Regions from separate parts of the Mus musculus genome. Here region 2 is linked to region 1. Evidence: chromatin contacts called from public promoter capture Hi-C data. All regions are on one chromosome and are shown on one strand. The core of a region is the stretch at or near the end of the contact, and the rest is flanking DNA. Distances in the headings are between cores, read along the strand shown.

The links. Promoter capture Hi-C pulls out the DNA fragments that hold promoters and counts their contacts.
Region 2: a promoter capture Hi-C map of embryonic stem cells shows a contact between it and region 1, with 2.2 times the contacts expected there. The contact joins the promoter of Mycbpap here to the promoter of B230206L02Rik in region 1. A contact is called at or near these places in 1 of 39 promoter capture datasets (embryonic stem cells), 3 of 484 Hi-C or Micro-C datasets (B cells, the C2C12 cell line and uterus), 9 of 115 datasets of contacts at active chromatin or transcription factors (double positive thymocytes, embryonic hindbrain, embryonic midbrain and 4 more) and 2 of 9 other capture datasets (embryonic stem cells and liver).

What each region holds. Positions count from the first base shown.
Region 1 is chr11:94,128,917-94,135,543 of GRCm38.p6, reverse strand. B230206L02Rik (RIKEN cDNA B230206L02 gene) reads right to left here and starts at 2,088. Exons shown (of 4, transcript NR_167701.1): 1 at 1,989-2,088.
Region 2 is chr11:94,519,401-94,526,060 of GRCm38.p6, reverse strand. Mycbpap (MYCBP associated protein) reads left to right here and starts at 4,559. Exons shown (of 19, transcript NM_170671.2): 1 at 4,559-4,661. The coding sequence starts at 4,616.

The DNA of each region.
Region 1 (6,627 bases), core at 839-3,338:
TTTTCTCAAAGTGACATAGGGTCTGAAAGACACTTTCCCCTGGGGGTGGGGGGCACGGGGACAGGGACACTCCTAGTCCCTCTGGCCTGCATGAGTGCACTCAGCATATTGGAAAGCTGGAGTTGCTGGCCGATCCCAGTTGCTTTTTTGGAAATAGTAATCAGAGAGACCGCTAACACTGAGGACCAGCCAGCCACCCTTTCCTCCAGTGACTCAATCTATAACGAAGTTGTTTTCTGTATGTATGTGGACGGGGCTCCCTTTTCGTATCTTTTTCTGAGACAGTCTCATTAGGTATACCGCACTGGCTGGCCTGGACCTTGTGATCCTCCGGTCTCAGCCCCTGCAATGTGGGGATTATAGGTGCCTACTGCATAAAATGATCTGTGGTTATTTGGGTTTTTTGTTTTTATTTTTATTGAGGGTACCAGGATACCTAGAAAACCTCTCCTGGGGAAGAGGTTGGGATCATGCCCCACGTCACCCATGCCACAGAGCCTAGGCTTCCTCGGGGAACCTGAGCAAAAGGAACATTCCAGTGAGTGTACTGGGAATTCTTAGAAAAGTTTCAGGGCCATCTATCTGTGCCATCTATCCTTGACTCCTTTCTGACCGGGATCTGTGGGGAAATGTCCTCTTAAGCCTCTCAGCCCTCCTGGGCTACAACTGTCTCCCCCAGAGCCCTCAAATAATCCGGTCCCTGTGAGGAGACATTGGGTACAGCTGGCCGCCTGCCCCTCTGAGAGGGCATGCTAGTAATGTCAAGGCCAAATATAGAGGGAACCAGATACCTCATGGGCCCAGGGCCTAGGGAGCCCCATGGACTCCACCGCACCTGCCCCACCCCCAGCTCTTTCGGAGTCCTGCAACCTCCACCCCCTTCCAGCCTGGGCAAGCAGCCAGGAGACTGGCATCCCCTTCTCCTGGCCCCAGTCCACTTGGGGACATGTCCCAACAAGTCCAAGCACAGCAGGAGGCTGGCCCAAGGGTGTGGGGGGCAGAGTTTGCGCTGGGCGTGCGTGCCTGCGTGGGGACACCTCTCCAAGCCCTTTTACAAGCGTACCTTCCCACCTGGCTCTCAACACCAGGAGGCCAAGAGGAACCACTCCTGCCCTTGGTTCTTTAACTTCCTCGGGAGACCAAGACCATAAAGCTGGGGTGGGGGAGACCAGAGAGCCAGGTCAAACCCCAATAAACTGCTGGACACACCGAACTGCAAATAATTAGTCCCGATTGCCTCCACCGTCCTCTCTGGGGAGTGAAAGGTCAAAGGGCAGAGTTGCTGACGCAAATGTCAAGGGAGACATGTGGAGGCTTGAAACAGCTGGGATCCTGCTCCCAGCGAGGTCACTAGAGCCCTGAACACTGTGTCCCCCCCGCCCCCGCCCCCCGCCCCGGGCAACTGGGAGAGCTGTTCTCAAAGCACCAGAGGTGAGGGGGCTCTGTGGCTTTTCCCTCCTGGCTCCAAGGTCACCGAGACCTGATGGAGAAGGTTAATCAGGCTCTTGGGGAAAGCTTAACCTGCCTGATACTCGGTTCTGCTCGTGAGCCTCTGCTACCTCTACAAAGAGGGAAGAGACCTCTGTCTCCTGTGAGGGGAATCCTGGCTCCAAACCCTCTTCTCGGTTGGCACACCTTGGCAGCTCTGCCAGTCTGTGCACAGTGGCGACCCCCAGCGGCTGGATTAGGGCTTGAACTTGGGGCTGGGGCTAGGCTGCTGCCATCCTAACACTGCAGCCTGAGGCCCAGGCCAGGGAACATGGGACATAGCAAGAGCAGCTTGGCTTTGGTCAAGAATATTTACTAAGCCTTAATTTTTTCCTCCTTGAATTGTGGCTAGACCTCAGCCGAAATAGCCCACTGTTAGCATAATAGGGTCAACATGTCTAAGGATGAACTCCGCCTCCTGGGCCCAAACCTGCTCCTCCTCCGGACTTCCCTGTTTCCATTAATAGCACTGCCACCACCCAGTCCCTGGAGCTCCGAACCTTGTCATCTTCAACTCCTCCTCTCTGGACTGGGCACCTGACCTGCCCCTCCTCAGTCTTCAGGCCACCCTTCCGTCCTCCAGCGAGTTGGCCTTTTTACAGAGCCACTGGAGTGCTCAACAGCGCCACCTATGGGCCAGACCCGATCACATGACCCAACACCTGCTGACTTTGTAACCTGGGGCAAGTCTCAGCTTCCTTGGCTATAACTTGAGAGTGAGAATAGTCATTTGGTAGGATAATGTGTGACCCAAGTGACAGAATGTACCTGAAAACCCTATCATGTAGGATGTTCCTAGGCACAGGAAAATTTTACACACCCTGTTCTCCAAAGCCTCTATTTTATAAACAAGGAACTGAGACCTGACAGGGGCATTGAATACCAAGTGTCTTTACAATACACTGCAGAGCCAGCTAGGATGTGGAAGCTCCTGGAAGTTTTAGTGTGTCTCCCTCCCCCATCATTCCACTCTAGAACCCACAATTAAAAGCTGCCGCTGGCTTCATTAGGCCCATCCCCTGCCTTCAGGGGGAGGGACACCTGCCAGGTGTCCAGGTCATTAGCCATAGGAAGTAATCTTGAGATGTGACAAGCACAGGTCACATACAGCAGTCTGAGTCAGGGAAGCCATGTGCAAGGTTCCAAATGGGGCTGAGCATACAGCCACCTGCTTGAGGGGCAAGGCCTCATTCCAGAAGTTCCAAAGGGTAGGGGTCTCTGGTGCAACTCAGCTGCCCTGAGTGGCCTTGTACCTTTAGTGGCCATGTACTTCTTAGGGTCAGGAAGTGAAGTACAGGCTACCCCAGCTTGCTGTTATCCAGGCCTTCTTCCCTGTGGGAAGATGTTCCCTTCATTCACCCTGTGGATAGGACTTGAATTCCACACACTCCCTTCAGATGAATGGTAGGAGACCTGCCTAGGTCATAATCATTACCAGATTTCCCTGAAGAGGCCACAGCAAGAACTGCTGGTGAAAAGGCTTTTAGCATGAGGTGGATGGACCCTCCTGGAGTCCTTGTCACCTGTCCTCTAAGGCCATGGCTCTCAAGTGGATGGTTGCTTTTGTATTCCCAGCGGACACTTAGCAGCATCTAGAACCCGTTTCTCTTGTCACAAATGGAGAGTGGGTACCGCTAGACATTTTTAGTGGGTCAGGACCAAACATGATGCTCTAAGCCTCTTAGGGCTCAGGACAGAACTGAAGACGGGCCAGCCAGCTGACAGGCACAGGCCTGACCTCCAGCTTTTGTAATGATCTTTGGGTTCTTGTCCCCCTGCCCAGCCCAGGGAAGTTTCTAGAATAGTCCATGCTGACTTCTCAACTCTTTCAACAAGGACAAAGAGGCCCTGGAAAGACACCCAGACCTGGACACTCCCCATCCTGTTTCATGAGCCTTGTTGTCCACTGGATCTGCATGTAGTCCCTGGCACTGAATTCATTAGGGGAAAGCTGAGAGCAGTGAGGTACAAAATGGCTCTCTCAGCTCTCCTTAGATTCAGCCTGCAGCCCCGGGAGGGAGGTGAACTTGTTGAGGAGCAGAGGCAGGAATACCTTGTCAGGGCCAGGAAGCTTCTGCAGCACTGTCTAGTGGTCACATGTTCTCCTTTGGCCTCTACAAACACCATTCCTATGTAAACCAGTGCCCTGAGACTCCCTGGTGTCCCCAAATGGTCTCTAGGGTCTCCGCCTGACCTCTAGAGCTCTGCTAGGGTGTCTTATACAGCCTTGGTATCAGAGCCTCTCAGATAACCCAGGTGTCTGCCCCGAGGTAACTGACAGTGACCCTGAGATCCCATTCTGGAACTGCCTACCTTGTGGGGCTGGGGACTCATACAGGCTCACCCTCTGTCTCGTCTTGAGGACATCGCATTCCTCACCATGGTGATGGACCCCTGGAGGAAGGAGAAGCCCTGAGTGCCTGAGTGCAGGTGAGGATCTGAGGGGTCTGGAGTTCTAGAAAAGCCACTAGCCTCAGGGGTCACCTCTGTTTGGGGTCACATCCATTTCATGGAAATTTGCTCCATGGCGCTTAATCTTTACCTTTCTTTCCATTATGTTGCCACTGTGTGTGTGTGTGTGTGTGTGTGTGTGTGTGTGTGTGTATGTGTGTGTGTGTGTGTGTGTGTGTGTGTGTGAGTGATGTGGGAGGGAGGTACGGGGGCATGGCTACCAGCTTGCTTCAGTGTTGCAGCCAGCAGGCCACCCTCATCTTCTAGTCTTTTATCTGTATCGGCCCGGCCCGGAGCTGGGGAGGGACAGTGAAGGACTGGCCTTCCTGCCCAAGGGTTGTTCCTGTCATTCTGTACTGGGTCAGGACCTCCAAAGAAGGTCTGGGAATTTGACTTCTGCCTGAAAGGGGTCTCTGCATGAACCCCCAACTCTCCGGCTAATCTAGTCCCTCCCCAGCTTCTCTGTCATTTCCTGACACAAAACTCTCTGTCCCAAGCAACTTACCTCGCTCTTCCCTTTCTCTGCCCATGTTGTCAGGTCATGCCAGCTGGGGGGATCTGGACTGCACAGGGTCAGTCCAGGGTGGAGTTTTCAGTACCAGATGGTAGGGGGGAGTTACCTCCCTAGGGGTACTTCCAATGTTATTTGGGGCATTCATTTCCATCCATCTGGAATAACTGTGAGTCCTCTGAACCTTAAACTCCCTGAGCTTGGGGCTGCCAATCCCTGCTGTTGAGATGCCCCATCCTTCAGCCTGTGCTTGCTTTAGCCAGCTGTGTGACACATGCTCTCTTTGTGTTAGCATCCTGGAGAGGGAATGTTGAATGTTGGTGAAGCTCGTCTCCCTCCATAGGGCCAACAGTCAAAACCTCACCTACCCCAACCTTCTGGTGATGTCTACTTCATCTTCTTTACCCTCAGGAAGATCCACTAACATGTAACACCCATTACAGATGGAGGACTCCCCCACCCCATTCCATCCCCGGCTGTTGAGAATCTTTTTCAAGGCAGAAAGCTATCCTACAACCCATCTGGTCCAGCACTGTTGTGTTTTAGAATTGAAAACCAAGGTTCAGAGAGAAAAAAAGACCAAGCTAAAGTTCTGGCCACACAGAGCACCAGGGTTGTTGGAGGGTTGTTGTGAGTCTCTTAGTGGCAAGGGCAGTGGCCTAGCAGGTTCCTGTGACAAGTGCAGAGAGGTGAGGGGAGTGTGACCTTGGAGGGTTATTCCAGGCACACAGACACATGCTCTCCCCCTAATCTTTACCCCCTCCTTTCTTTCCAGCAGCAGCTATAAAAGCCAGGAAATAGCTGTGGATTGATGGCCTGTAATGGGCTTAGTTAGCTCTGTGACCTGCTGAGTTATGTAACTCCTAGTTGCTATCAGCTTGGATAAAGTCTCCATTGAAGCAACTCACTAAGCTGACTCCATGGCATCTCCTTGAGTGTCTTTAGAGGCAGGCGGCAGCAGAAATTCGTCTGCAACTTCAAAGACCAGAAATCGTGATGTGGACATTTCCAAAAATCCTTTAAGCCAATGTTTTTTGTACCCATCTCGAAACCCGCTCACCTCCGTAGCAGCCCCATGCTTGGATGCCTAGGCTTTGCCTTGGTAGAGCTGAGCAGAGGTGTTTTCCTTCCCCTACTGAAGGGATGAGGAAGAGAAACAGGGCAGTGAGCAAGCCAAGCACTGCCGGGGCAAGGGAAGCCCTGAACAGGCTCATCTCTGCTGTTGCTGCGCTTGGCTTCTGGCTCACTGGCACTTGGAAGGTTAAGATCAGAATGGCGCCACCTTGTGCTGAAAAGGGAGAATAGCCCCAGTTCTTCATAGCACAGTGGGTCTTCTTTATCACCCATTCCTTTCCTGCTCTGGAAGAGGTGGGGTCTTGTTATCCAAGGATTCCCCCTCCTTAAATTTCATTTCTCATCCCACCATCTCAGTTAAAGGGACCTAGGAAGAAGGCGTCTAAAGGTGTTGATGCTTGCCCAGTTTCTGCCTGTCTCCAAGGTCTCTGAGGAAACACAAGTGCCTGAGATGTTCCCAGGCAGTAGAGCCACCTCTTTGTGAAGAATGCCTTACATTGCTGCTCCTAATTCTTTGTGAAGACCTCTGGGCAGCTTCTCCAAAGCCGCAGCATGGATGGCATGTGTGCTCGCACGGATGCAGGCATGCACGCCTGCTCCCCCAGGTGCAGACCAAACCAGAGCGTGAAGAGCCAGTAGCTGAAAATCCACTTCAGAATTTGGAACTCAAACCACAGATCTTTGTCTGGGATGAGTCAATGGTATAAGAAGGTAGGCTTGTTGGCAAAGGGCAATAGGAAAAAGAAACTGAGGCACCTGCACAGAAGGATACGGGTGTCTTGTTAATTGTTCAGTGATAAATGATCTCATGGGCTTTTGCAACACAGGTTCTGGAGGCCATCACTGTGGTGACAAGGAGGAAAACCTGGTTTCTGAACAGTTACTCTACTTTGGGGTGTCTGTGCCTGAGATGCCCTGCTGATATCTCCAAAGATACAATTTTGCCTTCTTGCTTGGGAAGAGTGATGCTAGGCTTGAAAATCCTACCAAGGGCATCGGAACCTTCTGGACCCTACTCCCCAAGTTCCCTGTTGTGCCTATGTTAATTTTCCTTAGTTCTGTGTCTGTTTGCCACGCGTGTGCTGAGGTTGGTTCTTGTTACA
Region 2 (6,660 bases), core at 3,310-5,809, 390 kb before region 1:
CTGGGTGGCCCACCTCAAACTCTGTCCTCTAAGGCTCAGTTGCTCTCCTCCTGCAGTTGTCAAGATGAACTTGGTCATGTCTGCCGCACTTCCCAGCGTGTACGTTCTGTTTTTGGGACACCCAGTTCTAGCTCCAAGGCACACTGACCTTGTCCTCTTCCCACCCAAGAGTACGAGAAAGAGCTTCAGGGCATCCCTGTGCTTGAATGGGAAATAATGTACAAAATTAAATAAAGGGCCTGTGGGATGGCTCCCAGGGGTGAAAGCTGTTGCTACAGAGCCTGATGCCCTGAGTGTGGTCCCTGGGCCCCACATGTTGGAAGCAGAGCACTGACTTCTGCAAGTGGTCCTCTGAACCTCCACATATGTGCTGGGGTACACTTGCCCACACACGTACATACACACAAGAAATAAATGAGCAGGGTGGTGTTGACACATTGCTTTAATCCCAGCACACAGAAGGCTTTGCAGCAGGATCTCTGAGTTTGAGCCCAGCCTGGTCTACAGAGTAAGTTCCAGAACAGCTAGAAACATTTCTATACAGAGAAACCCTGTCTTGAAAAACCATATGAGGGCTGGTGAGATGGTTCAGTGGGTAAGAGCACCCGACTGCTCTTCCGAAGGTCCGGAGTTCAAATCCCAGCAACCACATGGTGGCTCACAACCATCTGTAACGAGATCTGACACCCTCTTCTGGAGTGTCTGAAGACAGCTACAGTGTACTTACATATAATAAATAAATAAATAAATAAATAAATAAACAAATTAATTAATTAATTAATTAAAAAGAAAAACCATATGAATGAATAAATAAACAGATATGATAAAATGTTAAAAATAATGCTGGACAGTGTTAATGGATACCTTTGGTCCCAGCACTCAGGGGGCAGAGGCAGGTGGATTTTTGAGTTTGAGGCCAGCCTGGTCTACAGAGTGAGTTCCAGGACACCAGGGCTACACAGTGAAACGCTGTCTTGAAAAACCAAACCAAACCAAACCTTAAAAATAAACGTGAAGATGAATGAGTTAAAAACAGACAGACAGACAGACAGACAGACAGACAGACAAACAAGGAAACGATTCCTAATGCTGTTCTGCTACACTCATGGATAGGTACTTAGCCCCGTCTGTCATCAGAGCGGCTTCCTCTGGAAGCTGACAATCCTGAAGGCAAATGTTAAGTGGAGAGAGAGCCCAGTCTCCATCAGCCTCTTCCATCAGGTCTCTCCCCTGGGAAAGAGGGAGAGGAGGAATTGTGGGGAGTTGAGGCCACCGGGAGAGCATGGTTCTCAGAATCATCTAAGCCTCACAAAGACTGGAGCAGCTATCATGGAGCCTGCGTGGGTCTGTGCTAGGTCCTCTGCATCGATGTTATGTTTGTTGGATTGGGCATTTTTTTTATAATTTTAATATTTGTGGGAGGACTCTGGATAGTGGGAGTATCTCTGACTCCTTTGCTTGCTCTTGGGACCCCTTCATCTAGCCTTGCTGTGAGGGTTTGTGCCTGATATTATTGTGTCTTGTTGTGCTGTGTTTGATTGATGCCCCTGGGAGGCTTGCTCTTTCTGGGGAGAAGTTGATCTGATGTTAAGGGGAGGTAGGGGGAACTGGGAGGAATGGAGGGTGGGGAAGCTATACAGTTGGGATGTATGGTATGAGAGAAGAATTTAAAAAGAGAAGAAAAGAAAAGAAAAGAAAAGAAAAGAAGAGATAGTTTACAAAGCAAGTTTAGAACCTAACAGACTTAAAAACTGTTTAAATAAATGAATATGCAGATGAGTGCATAATCAAAATGTGGTATTCAATTGAACATTGTTCAGACATGAAAATGGAGGAACCGTGTGTTAATCAAAACAAGAGCAAACAGCCTGTGGCTTATACACAATATCCAGAATAGGCCAACCATATGGCCAGTCTGTAGTTGCTAGGGCCTGGAAGAGAAGAGAATGAGTGGTAGGTACAAACTTTCTTCTGAAGAGTGAAAAATATTTTAGAACCAGATGCAGTGATGGTCACTAAATGCTGCCAAGCTGTGCAGGTTAAAATGGCAAATTGTATCATCACCCCTGTTCGGTCACATTAAAGAAAGTCAAATGTACATTTCCAATGGGAAGAGTTTTAACTTTGACCAGGTTCTCAAAAAGTTAAGAAGCCCTGGTCTGGTCCAACGCTTTCCTGAGGCAGAGGCAGGGAGACCCATAACAAAGGGCGGTCACTTGGGCTGGTGGGTGAGCCGCCAGGTTGCCTACCTGCCTGACCATGCACCCTGCCTCCCCTTGCCCTTTGATCCCACTGAACTGCCCCAGCTGGGCTACCCATGAGCCATGTAACTCCACAAACTTAAAAGGCCTTCTGGGAGCTGGGTGAAGATTGGAGTAACAAGAATGTTTGATTTTCTCTTGAGGACTCCCAAGCATCTTGAGAGCAGGAGGAGGCATGTCTTACCTTTCCCCATTTTGCACAGGGCTCCTAAGTAATGGTGTGTTCCTTGGGAGTGAATGGCCCCATCTCCCTTTGGAGGGTACTCGGTCAACTGCGTCTGAGGACTATTCTTTATCCAGAAGACATTCTGGGTTGGCCTAGACTGTTAGATCTGTACGAATTTGAGGTGCTCTTAGCTAACACGTTCATATTTTTTTAAAAGTTATTTCATTCTTTTTGAGATAGATAGGGTCACACTGTGTTAGCTAGGGTGCCCTGGAACTCACTATATAGCCTAGGGTGGCCTCAAACTCACTACTCTCTTGCCTCTCCCTCGCCAGTGTTATTCCAGACATGCATGGGCAGTCTTTTAACTGACAAGTAATGATTGCTTATGTTTATAGGGTACACGTGATGTTTTGATACCCTCCCCTTTCATCCCTCATTAGCTTTACAGAAAATGTGTATGAGCCCTCAACACTGAGACCCATTCTCAGAAATTTCTGTTGGTTCCTGCCCGCTCTGTTTCTTACAGATTAATGCACAATGAAGATAGTTAGGAATGCACAAATCCTCCCTTCTAGAACACTCCCTAGTCCCAAGTTATGAGAAAAAGACACACACGGAAGAGTGTTTGCCAGAAATGCTAACCACAGCAAAATCCGTATACCAGTCACTTTAACCAACTCAGACACGGGTTGTTTTTGCCTCCTTTCCTTTTCCTCTTTTGCTCTTTTTTTTTCTTTTTTCTTGACATGGTTTTATATAGCCCACACTGGTCTAAAATCCTCTGTGTAGCACCGGATGACCTTGAACTTCTAATCCTCTTGCCTTTATCTCCCAAGTGGGAGGTCTTCTTTAGATCCACACTAGTCTACTGCTCTCACCACCCTGAGCAAGAGATAAGATGTAGAACCCACCACATTCCGGAAGGGCTATTTTTGTTTTTAAGCATTGCACAATTGAAGTGACTACCTGCCTGGTACCTACATACCTTCCCTTGACAAACCATACCAGCTAGGGACTAGCTCAATGACAGAACACTTGCCTAGTGTGTACAAGGCCCTGAGTTCAATTTCCAGTGTTGGAAAACAGAACCAAACAAAGTTTCATTTACCCATGCTTGGAGATGCAGCACATCTGTAGGCTCACTGTTGGGAGTTAGATAGAAGGATCTGGATTAACCCCTGCCTTAGCTGTAGTAGTAAAGTCTGAGGATAACATGGGTTAAAAGAAATATCTTTAAAAAGAAAAGGAGAAAAACAAAAACCATGAGCCCTCCTCGGGGAGGTTGTCACGTAGCCTGCCGTTTTGCTGCTAGAAGCTCTTTCCTTCTCCACAACTCAGTCTGTCATTCATGCACACCACATTTCTCAAAGAAACAGTAGCTCCAACGCGCACTCCCTAACCCCCCATACCTCATTTTCATAACCTGTCCCTTGGAGGACACAGGTGACAGAGCATCTCCCTGGAGTGTCCTAAATGCCGCCCCAAGTGTCCCTGAAGTGAACTGAACCAGAGATGCTGTGAGTGTGACTGAGAAGGGAGGCTGCCCTTGGAGCATGTGTCCAGTCACAGGGAGCGAGGTCGAGAGGAGTTTGTAGTAGTCCTGGAGAGGGATCCAACCTCAGAAACAAACCTGATAATTTCTGAATGCTTTAGAGCTCTGGGTAAAAATGAATAAAGGAAGGAAGGAATGACGTGGATACACTTAGAAATGTGAGGTAACGGGAAAGTACATCTTCACGAGAACCAAAGGCAGCATGTCTATGCAAAGACCCCAAATCTGGTAAAAGTCTGACTGGCCTAGGAAGTGATGGCTGATTAGTGGGCAGGGCAGATGACAGGCCGGTGGAGGCGGAGTCTGGGGCACTTAAACTAGGAAAAGTAGTCAATGCATGGTCAGCCTGGTGTGAGATGAGCGTGCCGGAAGCCTGAAGACTGGTCAGCAAGCGGTGACCCAGAGCAGAAACATCTGGGGAGTCTAGGTGGGAGATCCTATGGCGGCCGAGGTTGCTACTGTCCCCATTCCAGTCACTCAGCTTCGGCCAGTTCCTACAGCAACCCTTTGTCAGGCCCAGTCGATGACGCCTTGGCGCTCTTTAGCGCCTCCTGTGACGTCAAGAGTCTGACCGGGGCATTCTCGGGGTCTGCGAACAAGCCTAAGGAGCCGCTTGCGGTGCAGGAGCGCGTCATGATGAAGAAGATTACTGAAAGGCAGTCCCCGCTCAAGTTGCTCGGTGGGTGCGCGCCCCCTGCGCGTGGCGCTGGTTGCTATGGACGCTACGGCGGCCGCTTGAGGGCGGGATCGCGGCGGGGGCTGCCGCGCTGCGCAGTCATCTTAGGGGCGGGGAGCACAGGGCCAAGGCAGGTAACCCCGGACGGCACCATGAAGGCCATCAAGAAGGAATCCCGTCTCAAAATGCCAACCAGCAAGATCCTGGAGAACGCAGAGAGCGTCAAAGGTTGGCCCTGGAGGCCTTGGGTGCTCAGGAAAAAACAAAACAAAACATACAGGGATGCTTGGGAAGGGATTAGGACGCAACAGATACCAGGGAGGGTCACTGTAGCCTTGGAGTACAAAACATGGGCAGAAATCTCAGAAGGGAGGCACAGGGTCCTGATGTTTGGTGGAGGTAACATGGCAAGTGAGGTACTAAGAGAGAGCTTCCGGGGTCAGTGGCAGGGGACAAGCCTTGGGACAGGAGGAGTAAGAGAGCTCCAACTCAAATCATATATTAGGGTGGTACAGGTGGCAGACTCCTGGGATGAGATGCCCAAGAACCAGGGAGCACCTGATGAGGTTCTTGGGAATTGAAGCAGGGGCCACCTAAGAGTCTTGGGGGGGGGGGGAATCCACAAGTAAAAATAACACCCAAAACTCTTAACTCCATTGGTTTCAGAGTGCTATTTATGTCTTACCACTTGGCCTTTCTAGCCTTGTGACAGATATCTAGTTTAACGTGAACTACCGTGATTGTTTCCATTGGCAACCACTCCCCTTTTTGAAAATTTCCAGCTGGGGATGGAACCCAGGGTCCCTGTGTATGCTAAGCAAGCATTCTGCTACTGAGGTATCCCTTGCTCTGTTTTTTATTTATGGAGGTCTGTCCTGTGCAGACACTGGTTGACACTGGGATTGTGATTCCAACCCTCAAGAAACACAATCAAGACCAGGAGGAATAGCAACAAACTTAGCAAACCAAATATGGACACCTATGGAAGTTATGGGTGCTCAGAGAGAGCTTCTGAACTAGGCCTCAGTTGGTAGACTTAGAGGGAAGGGTTTTCTGCAGTAGATGGCATTAAAGAAAAAGATAACTTAAAAAAGAAAAAAAAAAAAAAAAAAGGAAGGGCTTGCTTTCCTGGGCTCAGAGAGCAGTGCGAATTCATGGATCAAAGAGCATAGGATCCAGAGAACTCAGTGCAGCTAGGCAGGGGCCAGACCATGAAAGGGCTTCCCAAGCAAAGTCAGAAAGTCTTGGTGTGTGACCTTGCAGGCCCTGAGGGGACCCAGCCTCCTAGCGCTGGTACAGCACACAGTGAGGAGAGGGCAGGCCTAGAGTCAGTAGAATCCCCTTGGGAGGCTCAGAGAACTAACAAGATTCTAGTGGGTTTTTTTGTTTTGTTTTGTTTTGGTTTGGTTTTTTTTGATTTGTCTTTCTTTTATGTCTCTTCATAGTATAAAAAGCTGGTGCTGTTTCATGACATACTTTTAGTAGTTGAGAGAGAGAGAGAGAGAGAGAGAGAGAGAGAGAGAGAGAGAGAGAAGAGAGAGAGAAATCAGTTTCCTTTCCCAAGGGCAGCCAAGGGCTCTCCTGGCCATTGCCTCGTGCTCACCTACTTTCAGGGCGATCTTAATCAGATTTGAACTTTCTGCTGTAAACAGATCAAGGAAGGATTTTTTTCCACCGAGTGTTTGTTTTTAATAAGGCAAGGATTCCGTTTGTTAAATAGGCTTTGAGTTAAAAGCATACACCAGAGTGAGGAGGGAAAAAAAATTAAAATGTTTAACATGCAAGGTCCCTTGAACTTTTGGGAGGTAGCGTGCCTGCCTCCCCAGTGTCACATGTCCAGCCCACAAGCATGATCTTTTAGCCTTGTGCTGTGTGTCTCTGAGTCTCTGATCTGTGAGCTTTAGAAAGGCAACATTGATTAAACATGTCTAGGAACCTGTTTAAGCGGCCTGAACTCCCCACTGAGTCCTGTGGCTCTCCTTGGCCTTGTTGCTAAGCAACC